Regions from separate parts of the Hordeum vulgare genome. Here region 1 is linked to region 2. A link is a contact called in public Hi-C data. All regions are on one chromosome and are shown on one strand. The core of a region is the stretch at or near the end of the contact, and the rest is flanking DNA. Distances in the headings are between cores, read along the strand shown. Region 1 holds the start of LOC123444355 (E3 ubiquitin-protein ligase SIRP1-like). Region 2 holds the start of LOC123444329 (NADH--cytochrome b5 reductase 1-like).

The links. A called contact is a pair of places that touch in the nucleus more often than the background predicts.
Region 1: a contact with region 2 is called in a Hi-C map of leaf, with 4 times the contacts expected there. The contact joins the promoter of LOC123444355 here to the promoter of LOC123444329 in region 2. A contact is called at or near these places in 4 of 6 Hi-C or Micro-C datasets (leaf and seedling) and 1 of 1 datasets of contacts at active chromatin or transcription factors (embryo).

Annotation. Positions count from the first base shown.
Region 1 is chr1H:449,920,825-449,926,176 of MorexV3_pseudomolecules_assembly, forward strand. LOC123444355 (E3 ubiquitin-protein ligase SIRP1-like) reads left to right here and starts at 3,175. Exons shown (of 2, transcript XM_045121049.1): 1 at 3,175-3,391; 2 at 4,177-5,352. The coding sequence starts at 4,227. The coding sequence ends at 5,237.
Region 2 is chr1H:449,732,207-449,737,827 of MorexV3_pseudomolecules_assembly, forward strand. LOC123444329 (NADH--cytochrome b5 reductase 1-like) reads right to left here and starts at 3,026. Exons shown (of 9, transcript XM_045121018.1): 1 at 2,701-3,026; 2 at 1,706-1,847; 3 at 1,482-1,572; 4 at 1,249-1,326; 5 at 936-1,016; 6 at 756-845; 7 at 171-236. The coding sequence starts at 2,812.

The sequences.
Region 1 (5,352 bases), core at 1,925-4,424, 190 kb after region 2:
ACCACGCCGCTTAGTGCCTGCCGGCCTGCCGCTAGTGGTCAACCTCTCCGCGACGGCCAGCACGTCGTCGTGCAACGGGCAGATGACGACTGTGGCGCCTTCTTCCAACTCCAGGGACGTCACTCTAGGCAACAACTGGTTGTCCCCGGTCTCCTCCGCTACCCGCGGGACCGCCCCCTCAAGTGTCGTCGGGGCCTGGCTCCTCCAGCGCCTCGTTCGCGACCCAGTTGGCCAGCGCAAAAAGGTGTCCAACTTGTTCGTACTCTCACTCCCAGTCGACGGCAGGAACTGGATCAGCGTGAACGGCGTGGGTGCGGCCATATTCGACTACGGCCCGTTCTTCCTCGTGCCCTGGGCGGATCGGTCGTTCATCATGACACTCCTCTTCAATGACGCCCCGCTCCGCCAACCATTAACCGGGAATCTGGCTACGTCATGACTGACAGCAACAACATCGCCATCGATGGGACGCATGTGGCCGTCTCCAGCTCCAGCGCACTCGTGGTGGCCGTCAATAGCAGCATGTGTTCCACCATGGACGCGCTACCACCATGGGTGTAGCGCGAGCTGTCCGGCTCGGGCGTCAAGGGAGACTGCACATATCGTTACCTGCAATTAGGCGGAGAGAGATGATGACATCCGTGGATTGAACATTGAAGATGTACATGACATGTGGGCCACTGTAGTAAGTGAGAGTAAAGATTGATCCCAACCGGGGTCATTCCTTTTCCAAGTGCGCAAATGGGGTTAGGGTCAAGATAGGCCGGGATCAGTGAGTACATGATACATATTTTAAGGATTTAAAGGTGGGGGTTCATTTACCACGAGCTTTACAACCTGAAGGTTTAAAACAGATTTCACTCTGCTCCACCTAATCAACAATGAACGGGTTTGATGAAAATCAACAGTGAACCACTAATCTGTATACGATAGAGCTTGTCTACCTCTGTTCTCCTGAAAAGAGCCATCTAAGCCATTGATTTAAGTAAGATCAACAGCCCACAAGTGTTGGGGACTTCTCGAGTTCTGGGGTGTGCTCTCACCTCAACGTGGAGGGATTAGCCCAACATTTCGAGCTACGTGCCGCCATTAACTCTCAAGATTGGAAGGTTTGACAAACAGGGGTGGTGACCACTGACCACGTGACTGTTTCGTGTCACTGTACGGCACGGCAACCTCATGCTTCATGCTTCTTTGGTTGGCCCATCAAGTAGCAAAAATGGAACTTGTACGAATCTTTCACATTTTACACTCATGAGAAGTTAGGTACATCTTCAACGATAACTCATATTTTTTCCCGCATATGTTTATGAATAGGGGGACGAGTACGCCGATGCGGGACGATGACATTCAACTATAATCGCATATATTTTGATAATAACTCAAACCAACTGGAAGAACGGCCGAATTTCATACAAACACGACGAATTTCATACAAACACGACGAATTTCATTACATTTACATACAATCCGGCTCTAAAGGTATAACTAATATCTAATCTAAATTATCGTTGGCGTCCGTTTCCCGTGTCCGGCCATGAACCCGGAGAACTGAGACTTTGCCTTCTCCAGTTCTGCTCGGCGCTCTCTAGCTCTGCCTCTGTAACCTCCTCCACTGGGGACCCGACAAGCACAAATGTCTACCTCCACGTCGCCGCCAAACGATTATAGGTTGACGTTGTTCAGCCCACCAAGCTTGGCATCGACGGGAGGGGAGGAGCGGTGGCCTTCCTGGGACCAGAGCAGTGGCGGCCTCCCGTGCACTACTCTTCGTCGCTGCAGGCGGCGCCCGCGGGCGTGCTGACATCATTGGGCGCGACCTCGATGATGTCCACCTCATCCTCGTCGGTTTTCCCAAACGATGACATGCCCTCCTCCTCATCGACCTTGGCCGCAGCCGCCATCTCCGCCACTCGCTGTCGGTACCGCTAGCGGTCGAGGCAAATCTGGTGGGAGGAGCGCTAGGACTCCAGGAGCACCTCCTGCTCCGTCAGGTCCGTGTCAGGCGCGATCGCCTTGCTCGCAACGAGCTGCTCATTCGCGTGCAGGTGTTCGTGAAGGAGATGGTGGTTGTAGGCGGCGGCGGTCTACTCCTCCCGGAACCGCTCCTCCCGCACCATGTCCATGTAATGGGCACCGACCTCGCAGATGGTCATGGTGCAGTGCATCGACAAGGGAGGCATGGCGATGGAGGAGGGTGGCATGACGAAGGAGAAAGAGGAGGTTGCGCAGGGTCGTCGTCGGTCGCGTCCTTCATTGGGACGTCAACATCCTCCGGCTGCCTGCCGGCCCGCCATCGGCCAACAATGTCGGCCATCTCCTTCTTCTGCTCCGGTGTCAGCCCCTCCCAAAGAGCTTTAGCGGGGGAGGAATCCATGATGGGAGAGGGATCGGAGGCTGATGACTGCAGCTATTGTTGGGGCAACGGTTCATATATCAATGGCGGGCAACATATGGACGAACGGGTGGTGATGGAGGAGACGCCTTGGCAACAACATGCCATCAATGTGGGCGGCAGATGGACGGACGAGCAACCGTCGTGTCGTTTGAGCGCGCAACAGTCGCCTGCATCGAGAAGCGGTGCAGGCGATGCTCTCTTGGCCAACGCGCCGCTTCAATGCCGGTGCCAGTGAGCGGTCGTGTCCCCTCTGGCTGGGCATAAATGCGGACACTGACGCTCTAAAGCGATATTGGCCGTTTTCACAAAGGGAAGGGGGTGATGGGTCAGGACAATTAGAATCGAACGAAGTAGTAGCCCGCATTCCCGCAAACCTCTGCACGCTTGTCTTCGATCTGTGAGAGAAATCGTATTCGAAAAACTTCAGACATCATACAGAATCGTGTTAGATGACTTTCATGGATCGGATCATGCGACCCGGACCGATGCCAAAGATTTATAGGTGAACATGCCACACCAACAAAATAAAGACGGAGCCCATCATACACCTAGTTTACAGGTGGTCCGCTTGGGATGATGAAAATGATGGCCTATCTATCGGCCAAACCCTCCATCCCCATCACCACTTGAATAAAAAAGATCCCCCAAAAAAGATCAGAAGCTTTGTATGCTTTCCAAGCCATAACAAACTTTGCCGGTGGGATCTGAAACTAATCTGTTTCCTCTTGGAGATTTGCGCCCGGAGCATATAAAAAAATCGTCCCTATTTTCCTTGACGATGAAGGGAAAAAGAAAGGGTCGATAACCTCTAGGGACCAGGGAGTAAAGTATCCACCAGTCAAGCTAGCCTGTAACTTCCTCCCTGTTCTTCTTTGGTTTGGCCTACCCCGAGCAAAAGGAGGACTAGGACTAGGAGCAGGGGGGCGCCTCTACTCCATCCAATCCGATCCAATCCACTCCACAGGAGAAAAGCCAGGGGTCAGCCGCTTCCTGGTATGATGGACTTTCCTTTCTTCATTCGTGCTTAGTTTCGAGCAAAAGATGGATATTTTTGGGGGGCTGATTCGTCCCGGTGTGCTCTAAATCAAGAACATGGCGTGGAGCCTGTTCCATACCCCCCCTCCCGTCGAATAATATCATTTTCTCCTGCGAAGGGGCGATTAGGGTGCTCGTTCGTTCGGGGATTTATGCGGGGATTTGTGTAGGCTGGGATCGACGACGGGTCTCGCCACCAAATTTATTTCCGGCGCGACGCAATGTTGTGTGAATCTTTGAGTGGTGCCGGAATTGGTCCTTCTGCTTTTAGGGAGGAATGGTATCCTGTTCCCCGTAGGATGGAATCGGCACCTGGTTCTTGGGCTGAGAATCCTGCCTCTTGATCTCCGCCTCCCCTTCTCGGAGATCTCGGTGTCGCCGCGCCTTCAGTTGGGTCTTCTCTTTAGGAATTATTAGGACTGCCTGCCACTCCTGTTCCCAAAGAATCAAAAGACTAGAGTCAACTTTGTATTTGATGCAAGACCTAGCTATGTTCTTCGCCTTGTTCTTGTTCCTCATGCTGGCCTCTTGTAAGATATATGCATGCTTGCCATTGCGGTGTGGAATCTTGTTGCAGATGGACACCGTATTGCTCGTCTTGTTCCACTTGTTCTTGGAAAAATAATTGTTCCTGAGATGCTGCACTTATTTTCTCATATATGACAAATTATATCATGTGTGGTTGTTTTCTTGGGGATTTATACAGATTACCCTTCAACTAAATAATTGTGCATGGTTCACAGGTTTGACTTTTCACCGTGTTCTACGCTTGATCGACGGAAGGATTTGCGATATGGCAGAAGCTGCCATCACGCGGTACTGGTGCCATGAATGTCAGCAGGCCGTTGAGGAGGCCATGGTGGAGGAGCTCAAGTGTCCATTGTGTGACGGTGGGTTTGTCGAAGAGATGATCGGTGAGCATTTTGAGGCATTGGCAAGCCAGCTATCAGAGCAAGGGCCAACTCAGTGGGACCCGCTGGACAACCCTTTTGAGCAGCCAGGATCGCCGGGGGACAGCGATGATGAAGATAATAGTGATATAGGCCGTGAGTTTGAGGGTTTCATCAGAAGGCATCGGCGGGCATCGGCACTGCGCCGTGTGCTTGACAGCATCCATGATGACCTTAGAGATGACAGGGAAAGGGACAACTCCGTTCTGATCAGTGCTTTCAACCAGGCCCTCGCTCTGCAAGGTGCAGCGCTTGACCCTGACGAGGACCGAGGCGACCATGGCAACTCAAATAACGATGATGGTTTGCTAGAGGAGTATGTCCTCGGGGCAGGGCTTAGTCTGCTTCTTCAGCATTTGGCTGAGAATGACCCAAGCCGGTATGGTACCCCTCCCGCGAAGAAAGAAGCAGTCGAAGCCCTGCCCACTGTCAAAATCGAAGAGGTTGTCAGCTGTTCAGTTTGTCTTGATGACCTTGATCTAGGGTCCCAGGCTAAGCAGTTGCCTTGTGAACATAAGTTTCACTCACCATGTATCCTGCCATGGCTTGAACTCCATAGTTCCTGCCCAGTTTGTCGGTTCGAGCTGCCATCTGATGAGACAAAAGACTTAAGCGAGACTAGCAACGTTGATCGAATAGAGAGCAGCCATGAGGAGGTCAGAGCTGATGGCCCTGCAAACGATGGCGAGGACAGTAACACAAATGACAGAGAGGACAGTAACAGACCTTGGGCCCTTGTCCCTTGGTTTAATGGCCTATTCTCGACACCTGAGCCGCAAACTGTCAGGGCTACTTTGACTGATCAGCAGCTGCCTCCTGCTTCTGGAACCAACCCAAATGCAGGGCATAGTTGATCTTCTCTACTGCTGTGAATAATGATCGTACATCTGAGAATAGTGATGCAACTTTGTCAGTAGAACTCTTCTTTCCATCTTATCGATCATCTATCTGGATGAACAACAGGGTACA
Region 2 (5,621 bases), core at 1,776-4,275:
ATTCAGTGAGGATTGAAGTAATCATATAGTGCATGAAAGTTGTTATGCGAGTATTCCGTGAGGATTGCAATAATCATATTAGTCAAGAGTAGAAACAACATAAAGGGTCAGCCATGCAGTTTATAACAGGTCACAAGACAAAACATCAAACTTCATGACAGAATATACACCTGATTCAAGACATAGTAGATCTTGAAGCGATCAGGATAGTTTTTAGCCATATTGTCTAGTTCTTCCTGCATGGATCAAAGAAAGAAGCGGACATCAGCACTCAAAACACAATACCATACTGGTACCATAGTAAACTGCATTCATCATAAACAAGTCATAATGTGAGCCTAATGAGCTTCCCAAAAGCAAACACGAAGTATTTGGTCAACCTGTCATTTTCTTGTACAGGTCTAACCAGTAAAGAAATGGTATAACAGAACAAAATAAAATAAATTGTTGGCTGGTGTTTATGGTAGGGCATCTCCATAAATCATTTATCACAGAAGAGTAAGAAATAAGGTTGCTGGCACATTATGGAAAAAAAAAACTTATGGAAAAGGCATGTATGAAATATAATTCACAATGATTGATCTCATGATATGTTTCTGTTCTTTGTGGCGTGATTAGTCAGAAAATCCGTACACCTAGATTCTTCCAATTCCAGGAAACATGTCCTCTATGTATCGACAAAAGAACGAATTTGGAATGATAATCTGATTAAGTGCCAGTGAAGAACTGCAGCAAATTTGACAGCAAAAGCATACCAGCAGAAGGATGTCGTCATATGTGACATTAGCGTAGATCAAGTGAATTTTTGTATTGTCGCTTGGGTTCTCAAGAATTGCCCTTGTGACCTACGATAAGATAGCAAGATGCATTGCTCAGTACGAGCAGAAATGTTTCAAGTATTAACTGCAATGGAAGGACTTTGGGTCATATATTACTTGGAACATTGGCGTAATGCCTGATCCTCCAGCTATCATTCCAAATGCTCTCACTTGACCAGGCTGGTACTTGAAACGGCCCTGCATTAGAGACAAACACATTTAACCTCTTATTCAAACTATCAACATGCATGGAATTTTGAGTTTACACATTTCTGTTAGCAATTTTATGATCCATATGGTGTGGTTTATATTTCACGAAATTTAAATATACAACAAAGATAAGATCCAGAAAAAGACCATGAAAATGGCCAAATCAAGGAGATTCGGTAGAAACAATCAAGAGCTACTTACAATAAAAAGATAGACATACCTTTGGCCCCTTCACAGACATGTAGTCACCAACTTTCATCTCACGAAAATGATGAGACATTCTTCCTTGGGGATACATCTGTATAACGAGAAAGAAAAGTGGGAGAAAAAAAAAACAAGAGGTGAATTCACAACACTATACACAGATAGAGAAATAGATTGATATTGCAAATAAATATAATGAGAGCAAATAATACTAAAGCAAAATAATAGGACATGTTTACAGCAAGTTACTTTTATAACAAGCTCAAAGTATCCAATATCAGAATCCAGTGTAGTCGGAGTGTAAGGCTTGATTACTTCCTCACCAGTAGCATCCTGCCCTCTGCGGTCAGTTAACATAATACAGAAAACGACAGAATCAGAACATCCGACTCACTCCATGAACCAAAAAGAATGAACATTCAACTCAACATCATAACAGTAGACCAGGACATGAGCAGTAAAAGTGTTCAAACCTGCAGCTTATATGTTGGCCAATTGGAAGGCCCAACACAGAAGTAGGTGTCGGGAGAGCAAATTTGAACTTGGCCACGTTATGACTGATCTGTCTCTTCTGCACAAGTTTAAACTCTTTGAAATTCTCGGCATCCAAGCAGCCTACAGATCATAGCACGCCCATTAATATTTACGTATATTATACACAAACTTCAAAAGCAGTAATCTTGAATAGAGGAGAATGGTGTTTTGGCACCCGGGCTCCATGGAGGCCGGAATTTCTGAAAAAAACCAAAATTCGAAAATTTTGATTTCAAAAAATCTAAAAAAAAGTACAGCTAAACAAGTGTGTGTGTAAAATTTCAGGCCAAAATATTTTGAGACGCGACCTGTACAAAAAAGACATTCATTGTCTTGAAAGATGAATAGTGTCATGTGTTAAAAAGCTTCAGATTTGTCTTTTCTGCATAGCCCTCATTTCAACGTATTTAGTTCTAAATATTTACACACTTGTGTATGATACCTTCATCTATCTATGTTTTTTTTTCAGGATTTTTTGAAATATTAAAATACGAATTTTCACGAAATTTGAAGTTTGCATTTGGAGGCCTCCCTGAATAGACAAGTAATTTTGTCCAGAGGGTGGTAAGTGTGAAAATGAATCACATAAACGGTTTTTAAATCCCTAGAATCTGCAGGTGCAGAAGCATGTGGACTAAATAGTCGAATCATGCTGCAGCTTTGGATGAAGCGTGAACATGGAGCCACTGTGGATATATCAATATTATCTGTAGCAAACAACCTAAGCAAATGGCAGCCTAATCGATGGGCATGAAATGTCTCAGCTATAAGCTATTCCATGGGGAAAAAACAGAGGCCATCTCTTTCAGTTTCAGGAGATCCACTCCCCTTAGCCGTCAGCAAAGCATCATCGATCCACAGAAACCGACGCGCTAGGGCTCGACCACGGGCGCGAAGATGTCTTATGTATCTGTACGGAGTCGGGCGCGCGTACCCTTGGGTTTCTTGCTGCGGAGGAGGAGGAATCCGGCGCCGGCGGCCACGGCGACGACGGCCACCGCGACGGCCACCGTGGTCTCCGTGCTCTGCCCATGCAGGAACTCCATTATCGGGCGGCGGGTCACTTCCCCTCGTGGATTCGGGGAGAGATTCGCGTGGGGTCCGGGAATTTATGGGAGCGTCGTGGAGAGGGCCGGAGGAGGACAGTGGTGGTAGGTGGGGAAGTTGGAGGTGGGAGACGGCGCGGTGGAGAAGAAGGGGGTTTGGTTCATCTGCCGTTTGGTTGGAGGGTCTGGTTTCTCTCGCCTTGGAGACTGCGAATCTCGGTGATCGAACGGTAGAGATATGTGGAGATTAGGTGTCTTTTTCTTAATATAGATTACGTGTCTTTTATAGAGAGAGAAAAGATGACACACAAACCCAGAGGCTCACGCAACGCAATACCTGAACAAACGGGCCGGCCCGCCACAATCGTGTCAGCCACGGCACGACACGTCTGGGTCCAATTATTAAACGGGCCATGTCGTATCGGCCCGCGTGCCAGGCAACCAGGCGCAAGCACGGCACACCCTTTAATTGAGCCAGCCCGTCGGCACGCCTACTAGGATTTTAATATTTTAAGCCGTTACTTGACCGATTTCGGCCTGTTCGGCTATTATTTGGGTCGGTTTTGACATTTTTAGGCTGTTTTTTGGTTAATATTAACCTATTGAGCTTTATTTGTATCTCACACATATATATATATATATAATAAAAACGTTAAACGAGTCGTGTCATGCCGGCCCGTGTGCCCAGCCTCCAGGCCCAGGCACGGTCCGAGGCGTGCCGCGTGCCTGACACGGCCCGTTCACCTGGCCTACGGGCAGTCGGGCCGGCCCGTCAGGCACGACCCGTTTGACCAGATCTGCAAGGCATACTAAAAAGTACTCATCTCTTTAAAAAACATATGTACAACGAGTAGGCCTTTTAAGGATGAGTGTATGTACGTGCATATAAGCGCTTGCGTCTGTATTATGTTAAAAAAAATGAATAGATTTTTTGAAGCTCGGCCTTCGTAGTGTCTTTTATTTCAAAAAAAAATATCAATTTTTTGATTTTTTTAATATGCGAATTTACAAGGATGAAAGATGTATGTGTGCAAAAATTTAGAATAAAATACCTTAAAATGCGATATGTGTAAAAAGAACGAATTCATGCACTTTTAGGATGAATAGTATTATGTGCTAAAAAAATCATAAATTTGTCTTTTTTACACAGCCCTCGTTTCAACGTATTTCATCCTGAAAAATTACGCACATGTGTGTTACGCTTCATGTATATCTATATTTTTCAGATTTTTTTGAAATGTAAAAAATATGAATTTTCATGAATTTTGGATTTTTGGAAAGACGGCGGGCTCCAAACAACAGTTTCGATATTTACAACCTCACACCTCTAAAATATTAAGTTAGCAGATCTTGATATTAACGAAGAGGCCTCTTAAATAAGTCTAAAAAAGCACGAGCGCTCATCAAGCTAGTTTATGAATTAGATCTGGGTGTGCAAGTTCCACCAGAAAAAAACCTTTACCATCCGAGCATGTGTTTCTCACTAGTTATGTAAATGTGTAAAACATGTTACAGAAAATACCACTGAGAGTGTAAGAATATAGTGATACACATAGTAGTTGTTTTTTCATCATTTTGTCATATGAGACTGTGAGACAATTACTGATGTAGAGAAGTGTGAAGAAAACTACCAGGCAAAGAGTCCCCTCCCAAGACCGTAATGTAACTCTACGGGAGTTATAGAAGATCGCAGTGGTGATGAGGGGTTCGTCCACGACGACTGCAGCTTTCTCTGTCTGTGACAGGGAGGTTGATTCGGACGTTGGGGGTGGTCGGGGAGGGGTGGGGGTTTCTCTCGCGTGTGTTGTTCGTGCGGCTCTGGTGCGTCGACGAGTGAGAAACAGAGAAAGAGATGGAGGAGGGAGGAACAAGACGACTCGGGGGCAGGTCTGGCGGCCTCCTAGAGCTATATCGGGCGGCTGGAGTTAGACCGGCCGAAGGTTTTGGGTCGGCAGTCCGGCGCCCGCCTATCACTGTCTTTTATAGAGAGAGAAAAGATGACACACAAACCAAGACGCTCACACAACTCATACTAAAATTTACTCACAACCTTTTGGATCTCGGCCTTCATGGTGTCCTTTATTATTGAAATATTCAAAATTTAAATAGTTTGATTTTAAAGAAAAAATAAAAAATATGCAAGTATACAAGGACGAAAGATATACATGTGCAAAAATTTAGGATGAAATATCTTAAGATGCGATATGTGCAAAAAGAACAAATTCATGGACTTTTGGGATGAATAATATCATGTGTTAAAAAGTCATAAATTTAATTTTTTGCATAGACCTCGTATCAACGTATTTTATCCTAAAAATTTTACACACATGTGTATTACGCCTTCATGTATATCTATATTTTTTTTCAGATTTTTTTGAAATGCAAAAATATGAACTTTGATGAATTTTGGATTTTTAAAATAAACAACAAGCTCCAAACAACATTTTTGATATTTACAATCTCTATTAACACCTTTAAAATATTAAGTTGGCAGATCTTGATATTAACGAAGAGGCCTCTTAAATAAGTCTAAAAAGTGCGAGTGCTCATCAAGCTAGTTTATAAATTAGATCTGGGTGTGCAAGTTCCACCAGAAAAAAACCTTACCATCTGAGCATGTGTCTTCTCACTAGTTATGTAAATGTGTAAAACATGTTACTCCATTCGTCACAGTTTAGAAGACATGCACGTATACCTAGATCGTCAATTTAACTTATATAAAATATATTGTTTAACATAAAAAGTATATCATTAGAAAATAAAACATCTAAAGTTTCTAATGATATATTTTTTATAATATATGCCTCTT